Regions from separate parts of the Bicyclus anynana genome. Here region 2 is linked to region 1. A link is a contact called in public Hi-C data. All regions are on one chromosome and are shown on one strand. The core of a region is the stretch at or near the end of the contact, and the rest is flanking DNA. Distances in the headings are between cores, read along the strand shown.

Region 1 (6,598 bases), core at 3,040-5,539:
TATAATGTATATAATCCTAAACACTATAATATATATTCCGAAATATAAGTCCATCGGCTGAAGTGATGATGGTCTTCCTCCTCTGACTGCAGCAGTCAGCTGGCCAGCAGTGGGCGGTATGTAAGGGCTAGTGACCTGTGCGTGCGGTGCAGCTCCACCACCTTCTCCTCCAGCTCGGGCGTGGCGGCGGCGGGCGGAACCAGCTTGAGCTGCTTGCACAGCCCCGCGCCCTCCTCCGACGCCTCGTAGTCGCCCAGCTCCGACTGCAGCAGGTAGCTGGCAAGCAGCGCGTGCGTCACCGCCGAGCATGGTAGGCGACCTAGAGACATAATTTATCACTCTGATACATTGCATATCCGGCTCGAAGGACCGAGTATGTGCAGTAGCTTACAAGGGCTGGAATGATGTTTAGCTGATTGAAACCTCTTTGATTTATGACTTAATAACATTTGTGCCTACACTGACACATTACAGTAGTTTGGCAATAAACCAGATAGTAGTGGGAGTATTAAACAAATGAGCCTCAAAAGCTATATGGTTATGGGGACAGCCGGAGTTGTTGACACAGTGTTCGCGATTGATTGGAATATTTTCTCTCTTCCAATAATCACGTTTACAAATTGAGCTTAGTCTTGGTTGTTGGTTCAGAAGTTCTTAGTTTCAGTCAGGGGTAGTGGAGGTGTACGTACCGTCGAGCAGATCCTTCCGTATGGCCAGCACCAGCTGGTATCGCGTCAGCTCCTCCTGCAGCTGCGCCGGCTCGGGCGGGTAGAACTTCACTGCGAAACGCAGCGACCACGGCTCATCTGTACACAAACAATAACTTGAAAGCAACTTGTAGAGTCAAGGCGATCCAGCAATATGCAAAGAGCAAGTACGGAGCCGTGATAGCCCAATGGATATGACCTCTGCCTCCGATTCCGGAGGGTATGTTCCGGTCCGGGGCATGCACATCCAACTTTCCAGTTGTGTGCATTTTAAGAAATTAAATATCACGTGTCTCAAAAAAATTCTCTGGTATGGAACCAGAGAATTTTCTTAATTCTCTGCGTGTGTGAAATCTGTGGTAAACTATTTGCCTAACCCTTCTCATTCTGTGAGGAGACTCAGCAGTGAGCCGAATATGGGTTGATAATGATAAAGTACAGGGCCTCCCTTTGGTTTAATAAGATAATGTTTGGTTTTGTCGGGACCGACGATTTGACGTGCTCTCAGAGTCACGGGGGTGATTCATCACCAACTTCCCAATTCTTATTGAAAATTAATTAAAAGAAAGAAAATGTATTAAATATCTTCATCTTCAGACTTAGATCATTTAACTTTAAATTTAATTTATTAAAACAAAATGGTCTATTCGTGAAATTTCTCAAAGTTTAAACACATACGTTTCAGCAACTTAGAGACGCGTTTCTCCAGGTCGAGCCACACTCGAGGGTCGCCCCGGTCCTCGTACAGCAGCCCGAAGTAGTCCTTCTCCACCAGGTTCAGGCTGTCGCACACTTTGCTGAGGAGGTCGTGCCCGCGGATCTTTCTCTGGAAGTTAACAACCATTGCTTTTTTTATACCAACTCACAAATGATAAATGGCTCATTTGACTCTAAATTAATGTAAGAAAAATGTATTGGAATAAAACAATTTCTTAGATTAGTAAAGAGAGAGTGACAGTATTAATCAGCCGAAATCATCAATAAATACCCTCAAACAGGGTTTTTGGAACAGTTACCAAATTACCACATTAACGTTTTAATGTCATAGCATTCATATCTTCTTGGAAAGGGACTGTCAGCGTTTTGCCTCGCCGTCAACCAGATGTCGACTGCTTCTATGGTGGGTTGACGGTGAGGTGATACGGGAGAGGGGTGAGGATGTATCATGTATGCAGAGACGTGATCGAGAACGGAGTAGTAAGCGCGCAGACATAGAGCAGTAGGCTTGTCCCGAGGCGAGACGAGTACGTTACGAATTTCATTAGTGTGCATTTGAATAAGTTGTAATTCATACAAATAATACGGAACGAGTTGAGAGACCTCTTTTTAAATTGATATGTACACTGCGTGTGCCTATGACCTTTGTTTCAGTACGAGATAGTCTACAAAGTGCACTACAAGTTAAGCGACATAAATGTAGTGTGAGACCTACATCAGCATCCAGATCCATGACGGAGCCATCCAGCAGCTCCACCTTGACCCTGGCCTGGTTGCCGGCGGGGCGGCGCTTGGGCGACTCCTTGGCCTTGGGCTTCTCCTCCTTGGCGCCCTTCGCGTCCTTCGCCACTCCCTCCGGCATCTTGCCGCGCTTCCGTCAACACCTGGAAAAACAATTGTTTTCTATCAGCTCAAATCAAAATCAGACGGAACGAACCAAGGACGCATAAGCTAGTGAGCCAATATTTTGGGCCTCAATAGTTTAACAATTCATAACTTGGAATGAAATCCGAGAGGACCTAGATATCCTTCACATCTTTTAGTTTTAAAATTTACCGAAATCAGGTTTTCATCACGAAATCCTTATAATGCTAGAGAGAGTTTTTTTCGAATTCTTATATTAGTTAGAATCTATGTAGAGAATATAGAAATAAACAAAACGTAAGCTAAAGTATTGTGAATATTCGGTAGATATCAGAACGTGGGTGATGTTGTTTCTTATAATTAAAACTGAATTTCTTGTAAAATCTCCTCATAAGAACTAGCCTTCAAACTCGGCAGTAGGTAAAAGACACTACAAACAGACAAACTTGACGTTGCAAATATTCCTTTATAGCAAGAATTAACGAATTTTAATAAAAAGAAACACCTAAAACGAATCGCACATTAAGGAAACCCGTATGCTGGGAACATAATCAACTAGAAAGCATGTCTAGTTTCGGTATACAAAAACGTGGCGTATCGTGTCTTGCGAATCATCGATCCAACACTAACGGGACTGTAATGTCGGACACACATGCGAATTCAATCTGCTGTTATGTTAGACATGGCTAACGGTCTTGGGATTACAAAAATTATCTGCGAACCAGCCGGGACCGAACCAGTTGACACAAATATTTATTGCTTTGCTGCATAAACAAGATAAAGATCAAAAACTACGACTCTACTTTGAAGCCTGATCCTAATTGCTCACAATTAGATGAAATTGTTTGAAACACCATAACTTCTCGTAACTGTACAAAATATACAAACATTTAAAGCGTCTTGTCGTGAATGTGATTTCTGTACCTACTCATGTCTAACAATTTATTTATATATATATAGCCACGATGGATTTATTAATTCTGTATCCTTAATGAAAGCATCGGCATGTATTGAATCAGAACTCAAAAACTTTGTCGCAGTCTCCCGACTTAGCTTTAATAAATTGTGTAACCAAATTGAATCGAAGTAAAACAAACTTTATAGCTACTAAACATAAAGTACAATATCGCAGTTGGTGATGGTTTTTCTAGAAAAATAATCCTCCAGTTATGGATTACAACAAAGCAAGCTCAGCAATTGAATGGATATAATGAGAATTTCTCCCATTCTCACGAGGCAGAAGGCGATGCGTTCGCCATTGACTGTGAAGTTATCAGGCAGGTACTACTTATACTTACGAGTACCAAACCTATCTAGGGATGTAGATGTTGAAAACCCAGTGTTTACCGGAACCGAATATTCAACTTATCGGATACGGAGCTGAAGCCGAACCGGAGACAGATGCGGAAACAAATGTCACAACAGTACAAACCCATCCTACGAACAAATTTTTTCCGTGTCTAACTGTAATTATACCGACAATCATGTCCGTCAGACCGGATCCAGACAGACAGTCAGACATCATTCAGATCCGTCAGACAGTGCAATGCCGCATGGTGGTAGTGCTTCCCGCTACAGACGAGCTCTGTCATAAAATGCTCTACTATTAACTAAATCTACTTCTACTAGTAGTGTCACTTCTAAGAAACACATGACCTTCTAAAAATGCTTGTAAATGAAGCCTATTTGAAATAATCAAAGACTTGAAGTTTAGAAAACTAGCGCAGCTGAAGTCGGAGTCAACCCACCACCTCCCATGGCCCCTCAGACTTCGCAGTCATTCGAGCCGAATCAGTGGGAGGGCGGGCCCGGTGCTTGCTCTTCGCATGTTCCCGGGCCGCCTTCTTGACTCCCTACAAATTCTTTATGTAGTCGGAGTCGGATATTTAAAATCAGTCGAACATTACGATTGTTCGGAATCGAAGTCGAATCTTCGTAACATCCCTAGTAGCTGCGGCTACGTACGCGGCCATTGTTTACGTTCACACGTATGCAATTATACGCGACCTGCATTCACTTCGCTGCTCCTCAATGTTACGACAACTTACAAAACAACTGTTTGATAGCTTTGCATTCATTTGGGTCTCGACAGATAGAACAAGAGATTGTGATCCACAGACCATCATCTTATAAAAGCTGATAGTTTGCTATCTACCTTCAGTAGGTAAATACGGTAGCCAATTATAAAGTTTAGTCTTTGGAAAGTAGTGTCAAAGGCGTCAGGCGAATTAGAGTAAGATCACCTTAGAGAAAGTTACTTAGGCTTAGATAGATTTTCACCAAGCTAAGTGCCTAGCTATTATCACCAAAGTTAAGAATATTTAACTGATGGTGTGCACATGTAAGTAAAGCTCCTAATCGACATCATTTATTCTGACATCTCATCATATCGAGTTATTTGTCTTTATCTTGGTACTAGCGGACCCCCGCGTTTACCCCATTCCTGTAAGAGTACGGAGATAAAATATAGCACATGACACTCACATATAACGTGGCTTTCTATTGGTTAAAGAATTTTCAAAATCGGTTCAGTAGATCCAGAGATTATCGCATCATAACAAACTTTACCTCTATTATTAACACCGACATAATGTACTAGTATAAGTAAATGAAACAAAAATAGAAAGGATACTCTTCATACCAAAAATCAAAAAGAATCGCGCGGTAATCTTTAAAAACACATAAATCCACTCATTGTATAATTGTCATCTGAAAAATGATATTCCAATGAAGGCATCTAAGGGAAGTCAGTCTTCACACGGGCATCGCTACGTGATCGAATGCTACGTTGGAGCGAGTAGCGACTAACTTGTACGGAGGGCCATTGTTGTGGGTACTGGGTACTGGTTACATCACCGGTGGCATTGTCACGTGCTCGGAATGGGCCCATATGTGACACACACACAGACAAACACATCAATGTGTGGACGGAGTTATTGTTGTAATATTATCAACGATTTGTGTTGCTTACTCAAAGTAATTTTAGTTACAGTTAATTAAGGAAGCACTAAAACACAATACACTAATTATAGAAAACGGTTAATTTATTAAATACCTTGTAAGTCCTAGGCAGTGCATATTTGCAAATATATATAAAGTGCACGTCACTTTATAGTGATATTTATTCGCCAATCGTTGACTATAAAGAACTTTGCAATTAATACAGTGGAGGAAAAATCACAAACATGCGATACGAAATATACGAAATATCAAATTTTAGGGAAAATAACAAAACAAATTAGCTATTGGAGGCTATCAAAGGACTGCGTACCAACATTTTCCTTTGTCAATAGTCAATCTATTTATTCCGTGCTTGCCTACAAAAAGGTAGGTGAAATCACAATAACAAGTACAACGAACTACGTTTTTCTAGTTCACCGTGCAAGTACATGCCCACGTAATTTGAAATGAATTGACTCTCAGCAGAGACGGAGCCGCGCTGTGAATAGAGCACTCATTATGGGCTCTATACTTAACATAGACCATTATTACTCATCGCTCGTACTTTTTAATATTATACATCGAATGCTGTAATTCTCTGCTTTCGAATACTTTTTATACAGACGTGTGACACGTCGGGTACCATTATTTTGTGGTAGAGGAAACACCTCGAACAGGTCTCAGGACTTGTGACAGTAAGTTTAAAGGATCCTTTCAGAATGCATCTTTCATCAATTTCTTAAATGGACCAACTTTTCAGTTGTGTGCATTTTAAGAAATTCAATATCAGAGGTCTCAAACGGTGAAGGAAAAACATCGTAAAAAATCCTACATACCAGAGAATTTTCTTAGTTCTCTGCGTGTGTGAAGTCTGCCAATCCGCATTGGGTCAGCGTAGTAGACTATTGGCCTAAACCCTCTCATTCTGGGAGGAGACTCGAGATCAACAGTGAGCCGAATATGGGTTGAATATGGGTAATATAAATAGTATAGATGAAATATTAGTCCAGCCCTTATCAACAGATACATCAGTATTAGCGATAAGTGATTCATGGCGTATGACTCGGGGCGGACTCGGACTGCAGTTCGTGCTAATTTACGGCCACTTTAACTGCTCGGTGCTAATCACTGACTCACGGCAATAAATTCGTTACCTCTGAAACAGTTTTTATCGATTTTACCTTATTACAACTGAAATTGGAATCAGCAAATGAAGTGATTACTGTATTAATTAGATACAAATTGCTAATTACGACTACACAAAAATTTACAATCAACAAAATAAAAAGTTGGACGTGACGGGTAGCGACAGTGATTGTTCCATTATTTTGTGGTAGAGGAAACACCTCGAGCATGTCCCAGGACTTGTG
Region 2 (6,598 bases), core at 2,576-5,075, 44 kb after region 1:
TATAAGAGTTCTTTATTGCCTACGGAACCCTTAATATAAGTGAAGCATTATCTGTTTGATAAATAACAGGATCTATTATATAGGAATATAGAATTAAAAAAAATATTTGTTTATCACAGGAAGTTTTATTTCATGATAATATTCGTAAATAATGATAAAATGTTGAACACCCCTGAGTCAGCTGTTTTTGTTTGTTTACATAGTTTAAAATACCTACTCAATTTGACTATAGACGGCTCCATAAGACCCATAAGTGCAAGCGAGATAGATATAGAGAAATGATTTATGGCCCTAAGACTCAGTTGTTAATGCTATTAGTATAATACCTGCCGACTAATGTAGTTTCAGACTGGCGTTTTTATCTGCCCGTATTCGCTCGTTTCTGACTGCGCGGTTATTTACACGCGCGGTACATTTCCCGCTTCATATAACCTGACGTGTGTACACGGGCTCGCACCGCGGCGTCTTCACTCGAACCGGTAATGGGACGAAAGCTCAATATCAACATGGATACTAGTCCGTGTGGTTCCGGAGACCCGCCGGCAAATGTATATAAAATGTACGTAGGCGCGAGACAAAATCCATGTGCCTAACTGGAAGCTAGACTAAAGACGACACGCTCACACGAGCTGTTTCCAAAAAAACGTCTTCGATGTACGAACGCATAAAACGCTAATCTGTAACTGCCCTTAGGACAAAGATGGATTATAATTTTATACATAATGTACACTACACTGTATCACCTCATATTAACCGGAAGTTGAGAAACGTCACGGAAATAGTTCTGGCTAATGCTTGATTACAATACAAGACTATGAGCCGACACTTAACTGACAAAACGGATATGTTTCCGAATTTACAGGATATGTTTTAGGAAGTGTGCTGAGGAGTTATACCCAGACTCATATATCCTTCACATTTTACCAATGCACTGCAAGACAATGGGTACATTCCTATATCATTGATGAAAGTCGTTTTGTATGCTGTCTTTAAAGTAATCATAAATTATACTACTACTACTACTACTACTAGAGGTACAGAATACCCTGATCCCTAGAACTTGGATATTAAAACAGTGAATAATAAATGTATTATACATATATTTAATTAGTTTTTGTAATCAACTCTCTTATACTACTGAGTATCTCTGTATTACAGTAATTATCTCAACTTTTATTGATTAATGAATGATTCAGTTGTTAAGATAACAACATTTGTGAATGGACACAATTCTTGCCTCAAGTGATTGGACCTTGGCACAATGTAGCCTCAACCTTTTATTATTATCCAACTAAAATGGCCCAGTGACATCATGGCTGCATTGAGTTGAGCTGATGCCTTCCTGGTGATGTCATCACGGTTTTGTGATCAAAATCATTGTGATCATTGGTTTGATTAACTAAATAATATCATTATGTGTACACAACTATAATAGTCATTGTATTCAGACCCCTCTAATTACCACAACTCTGTAATAATATAGCCAATTTAGTCTAGGAAAGAACAAGCATGTTTATACAAAAAGAAAGAAATAGTAATGAAAATATAGTAACTAAGTAAAATGAAAAGATGATATTAATGCATGGTACCAAAATAGTCTACACTCAGCATTGTGTTTATATCTTAATATATAAATATGAAAAATCATCACAAAATCTCAAAAACCACTTTATGTACAAAGATGAAATTTGGCAGGGAGGTGGTTTATAGTTAGTAAATGTCTAAGAATGGATTTTGCTGTAGGGCCAGATTAAGGAGGTCCAAAGGCAAGAAGAAGTCGTGGGGGCGTCCACTTAAACAAAATTAAAGAATATTCCTTTAGTACACACCAAATGTGCAGTTAGAACAGCCCCCTCTCAAGTTACGAAATGCTAAATTGTGCAGGTGTAAGCCCCTCTAAAATATTTTACAGGGCAACTACTAGTTGCCCTTACAGACACATAGAATTATACTGAGATACTTTTATACAATTACAGTCAACTCTGTCAATAACAACAGCCAGTATGTAATATGTATACTTAAGTAGTATAAGTTCACTACATATAATAACTGTGTTATCTTTAGGTACAATAAATATAATGACCATGCCATCACTACCACCTGTATGCACATGCAACTGGTTTATAATGTGCCTTGTTGTTAACAAACATAACATTATAAAACTGACCACAACTGTGGTTTACATTTAAGGTAATTAAAATTTTGTCTCCAAAGTTACTGTAATAGAAACATGAAAGGGCAATTAGTTGGACTTGTCATTCAAAAAACCAATGGACATCATTATCAGCCCAATTTAACAGCTTACAACTGGGCCATACCTCCCTCCTTATAGGAGAAGATGTCCAGCTTAGACTTACCACATTGCTCCAATGCGTGTTATTGCTAAGAACCACTATCAGATGTTAATGGTAATGGCAGAGGCTGACTGCTCAGTGTGCTCTCTGAGTCTGAGTTATGTTGCTAGAATAGTGACCCTCACTAGCAAGCGTAATGAGGCAACTCTCCTAAGACTTGTGATATCAAACTGGTTGCAAGGTAATGCCTGATACAGGCAACTTATGACAGTTTGGAAATTATCACAGAAAACCTATATTCTAGTGGGGATCCATTGGTTAATAATTACATTTCATGTTTAGCTGCAGCTTCAAATGATTATGAGTTTATAATAATTTAATTTAAAAATATGTACTTGTGTATTTTTATGGAGTATTCATACAACAGAGGTGGTTCTGTCCCAGCAACACATTGAATAACTTTCTACAACCTTACTCTTAGCTTGATTGACACAGTTGATTTAAAAGTTTTTATTAAAATACCATTACATTCTATAGAGCATTTTTTTTGAATTTTCTTGCTTGTTTTTTTGCACTTTTGTTAGTGACAAGATAGTGTTTATTTATATTTGAAATGGAAACTTCTGTAATGAATAATAAAAAATACAAGATATAAATAGAATAACTATAATTATAATTCGAGATAATAATTGCACACTTTCCTGTATGTAATATACCTACTAACGTTAATTTACCGCAAGTAAATTAATCTACTGATTTATATTTCAACAAACACTCAACACATATTTTTCATGTTACAATACCATTTCACAAACTGTAATTGCTATGTTTTTGCGAAGATAAGTACGTCATAATGGAGTATGGCTTACAAACACCGTAGACACGGCAAAGAGTGTGTTTATTGTAGTAACAGTACGTAGTACTCTATAAAAAGTAGGCCACAGCCGCCGCGCCCTGCAAGCCCTACGAATCGAAAGCAATATCCAAAATCGTATTAGGTACATAGCGGTTTTTCATATAAATTCCAATAAGAACAAATACATACTTCGTAAGAGTAAAACAATCGTCATTTATAATGTGGATTTAACTTGAATCCAAAGCAGTCATTCAGATAATTAAGGTTTTAAGTGTTCAAATATATTTGTTTTGGGTTTGGGATGCAGTTATGAGGTTTGAAGCGTAAAGTAACTGACCTGTTTAGTAACAAGATCCCATTAATCGGCAACCAGAAGAACCGGAGCTCCAAGAACTCACTGTGTGCCGTGTTTCAGCACGTAAACATGGGAAGTTCACGATTGTAAAGGTAGAACTGGATATCACTCAATTACCACGAATCCACCTTTAGAACTCACATGCACTTACACTTTAGGTCTAAATAACAAGTTCTTATGTGTAAACTCTGGGAGCGGCTATTCACCGTGATTAATATTTTCATTCATCGCAATCTCGCAATGTGAAATCATTCGAGACGAGTGGCAGTTACGTTGCCCAACCGATTCCGAGGAAACTACAATTTGCGGAGCGCGGGCTCGGGCGGGGGCAGGGAAGCTCGCGTCATCCGCCATGTTGAATCATTACGTCATGCCTAAAAAATGTTAAAAATTATTAATTAGCTCGTCTCTAAAACTTGAATTTACATTACACAAAAAAATATAATTAAAAATTATAATATTTTCCAATTCGATCCCTGAAATAAAAATCTAAATAATTTATTGTAAAATATTATTGGCAAAAATATACTGACCATAGTGAAGCAGAGCAAAGTCATCAAGTAGGTAAGCTAATAGATAAGACTATGGTCTTGATTATAAATTGATAAAGTTTAACAATGCCTTTGACATTGTTATCATTTTATTTTTATTTACTTGAATACTTTTATTAGAAAACTGCAAAAATAATATTTCACAAACTATAATTGCTGTTTTTTTTTTTGCACTTTTATGCATATTATATTTTTGTCGAAAAGTTATGTAATAAAGGAGAGTGAGAGCTTCTGAGATCAATGTATGTTAATTTTAGTTATCATTCTCCTAGACGTAACTCACTCACTCACCACACTTAACGTAAATGTAATTTGTAGTTTAATTTTTAAATTTAACCGGACAACAGACAACAATGCTGTATATACCTTTAAAAGATGGCTTCGTCTAGCACTAGTACTTTTTAAGTTTATCTGTGTATAGATTATTAATTTTTTTTGTTGTCATTGTTGGTATATCAATAAATAAATAATAAATAGACGGAAAAAATATTGTTTGCGACGTGATTACGAGAATTTTTAATTTTTAAATATTTTTATGAAAATACGAGCCAAAGCGCTATCAACCATATGGTCTATGTTTTTTGTTTCACGACATCACGATAACATATCAAATTCTTATGTAAATATATCAAACATAACAACATTAAATTATAATTATGGTATTCTTTCATAGCCTTATATATCTCATTTGTTTGTCTTTTATGCATTATATATTATATATATTTATGTACTATAAGTATTCCTTTTTGTGTTGTAGATGGTAGCTAACAAAGTAATCCAACTATTGTATCATAGATAAACTGATAAATAATTTAACCTATTCTCTCCAAAGTACGCGACATTGGCAAAGTAAATTGTGCTGTCTTAGCATAACCAAAAGCCATTAAATTAAAGAAAAAGAATAAGGAATCCTATCAAATAACAACTTGTTAGAAGTGTCACATTGACATTTTGACATTTTGTTACATTCTGACGTCACGAAATGGATGACAGCCTGTTTGATGTTTGGAAAATATGTGGTTTAAGATCTTTATTTTCTCAAAAGAATTACATAAAATTCGCTTATATGAGAAATACAATTAACTCACTAAGGTAATTATTCACGTGTGTACATACTAATTAGACTTAAATCCTACATACAATAAATCAAAATAAATAATTGCTAAAAAAAAAGAAAAAAAAAAGAATGCGGGTAGATTTTAAATTACATGTTTGTTACCGGCTTCTTACGTAGTATACTTGACTAGTTTTAATGAAACAAAGATTATAGCTTACTGGATGCGGCATGTGTTACAATGACATGTTATTCAATAAATAAAATTTTAATTTCTTTTTGTAAATAAACATAGATTTAGCTTCTTTGATATCAGATGGTAACTTATTGTAGATCTGTGCTCCTTCAAATATAATATTTTTGTTACCATAGTTCTAGGCTAGTACGAGGTTTGTGACTTAGTAAAAGGTGATTTGCTCGGCGAAATGCTCGTTTTTGTACTTGATTTTTTTTCGTAAAAGTGATTTTTGAATGTAGATCTTTATTTAGTATTTTCCGAATCAGAATTGAAGTGCTATATATGTATGTTTGCTTTATGTTAAGTAATTTTGTTTCTTTGTATATTTTATTGGTAGGTGTTAGAAAGTCGTAATGAAATAAAACCTTAATAATTTTATTTTGTGCTCTCTGAATGATGTTTAGGTTGGTTTTTGTTGCTGTTCCCCATAATAATAAATATAAAAAAATACATGTTTTTAAATAAAGTTTTATAAATCCTTTACTTTTATCAATACGGACGCGAACGCCCGCGACTTCGTCCGCGTGAAACTCGATGAAAACTTTCAACTACCCCTACCCTACCCTATCCCTACCCTACCCTACCCCTACTCTAACCATACCCTACCCCTACCCTGCCCCTACTCTACCCCTACCCCTACCCTACCCCTACCCTACCCCTACCCCTACCCTACTCCTACCCCTACCCTATTGGACATTTATTATTGCAGCGCAAGGGGGAAATAATGCATGTCCATTTCTCTCATACTTGTTGCTTTTTGTAAAATATTACACTATTGTCTATGATCCTAAAAATTACATGTCATTCGAACAAAAGTCATCGTCAAATGTCAATTTAATTGTCAAATGTCAACAAGCTATGAATATGAAATGAAATGAAGAAGAATTTTGTTGTTTTCCTTTGAGTTTCAAGGTGTTCTCTTGGATAAAATAGTTGAATTTTATCATTAATGCTTTAAATACCGCTCATGTTACGTTGATTCTAGTAAATAGTAAGTTGTTACAAGCGACACAGGGATTATAACAATAATTCAAAGAAAAACAAGTCATGCAAGGTATTGAGTCAGTCACAACTTCCTATCCTCTAATCTTTATTGATTGCCACACAAAGTAGAATCCCTTTGCTTATATTTGTTAACTGTTCGTTATATTCTCCAGACACAAGACCAGAACTGTATGAAGAGGTGAAACTTTACAGAAATGCCAGAGAGCGCGAAAAGTAAGCAATCATTACTATGTTATTTTATACTT

What was found. A called contact is a pair of places that touch in the nucleus more often than the background predicts.
Region 2: a Hi-C map of whole larva shows a contact between it and region 1, with 6 times the contacts expected there. The contact joins the promoter of LOC112058407 here to the enhancer-like site in region 1. A contact is called at or near these places in 2 of 2 Hi-C or Micro-C datasets (whole body and whole larva).

What each region holds. Positions count from the first base shown.
Region 1 is chr2:18,976,327-18,982,924 of ilBicAnyn1.1, forward strand. LOC112058407 (protein 4.1 homolog) reads right to left here. Exons shown (of 18, transcript XM_052888610.1): 2 at 2,140-2,308; 3 at 1,386-1,533; 4 at 690-806; 5 at 136-319. The coding sequence starts at 2,286. Among protein-coding and RNA genes, the nearest start is that of LOC112058407, 45 kb to the right of the region's middle. Within about 2 kb of position 4,290, at least 5 of the 8 cell types and tissues checked have open chromatin away from gene starts, as enhancers often do.
Region 2 is chr2:19,020,529-19,027,126 of ilBicAnyn1.1, forward strand. It overlaps LOC112058407 (protein 4.1 homolog), which reads right to left and starts at 3,826. Exons shown (of 18, transcript XM_052888610.1): 1 at 3,488-3,826. It overlaps LOC112058406 (vacuolar protein sorting-associated protein 28 homolog), which reads left to right and starts at 6,201. Exons shown (of 7, transcript XM_024099207.2): 1 at 6,201-6,402; 2 at 6,506-6,566. The coding sequence starts at 6,396.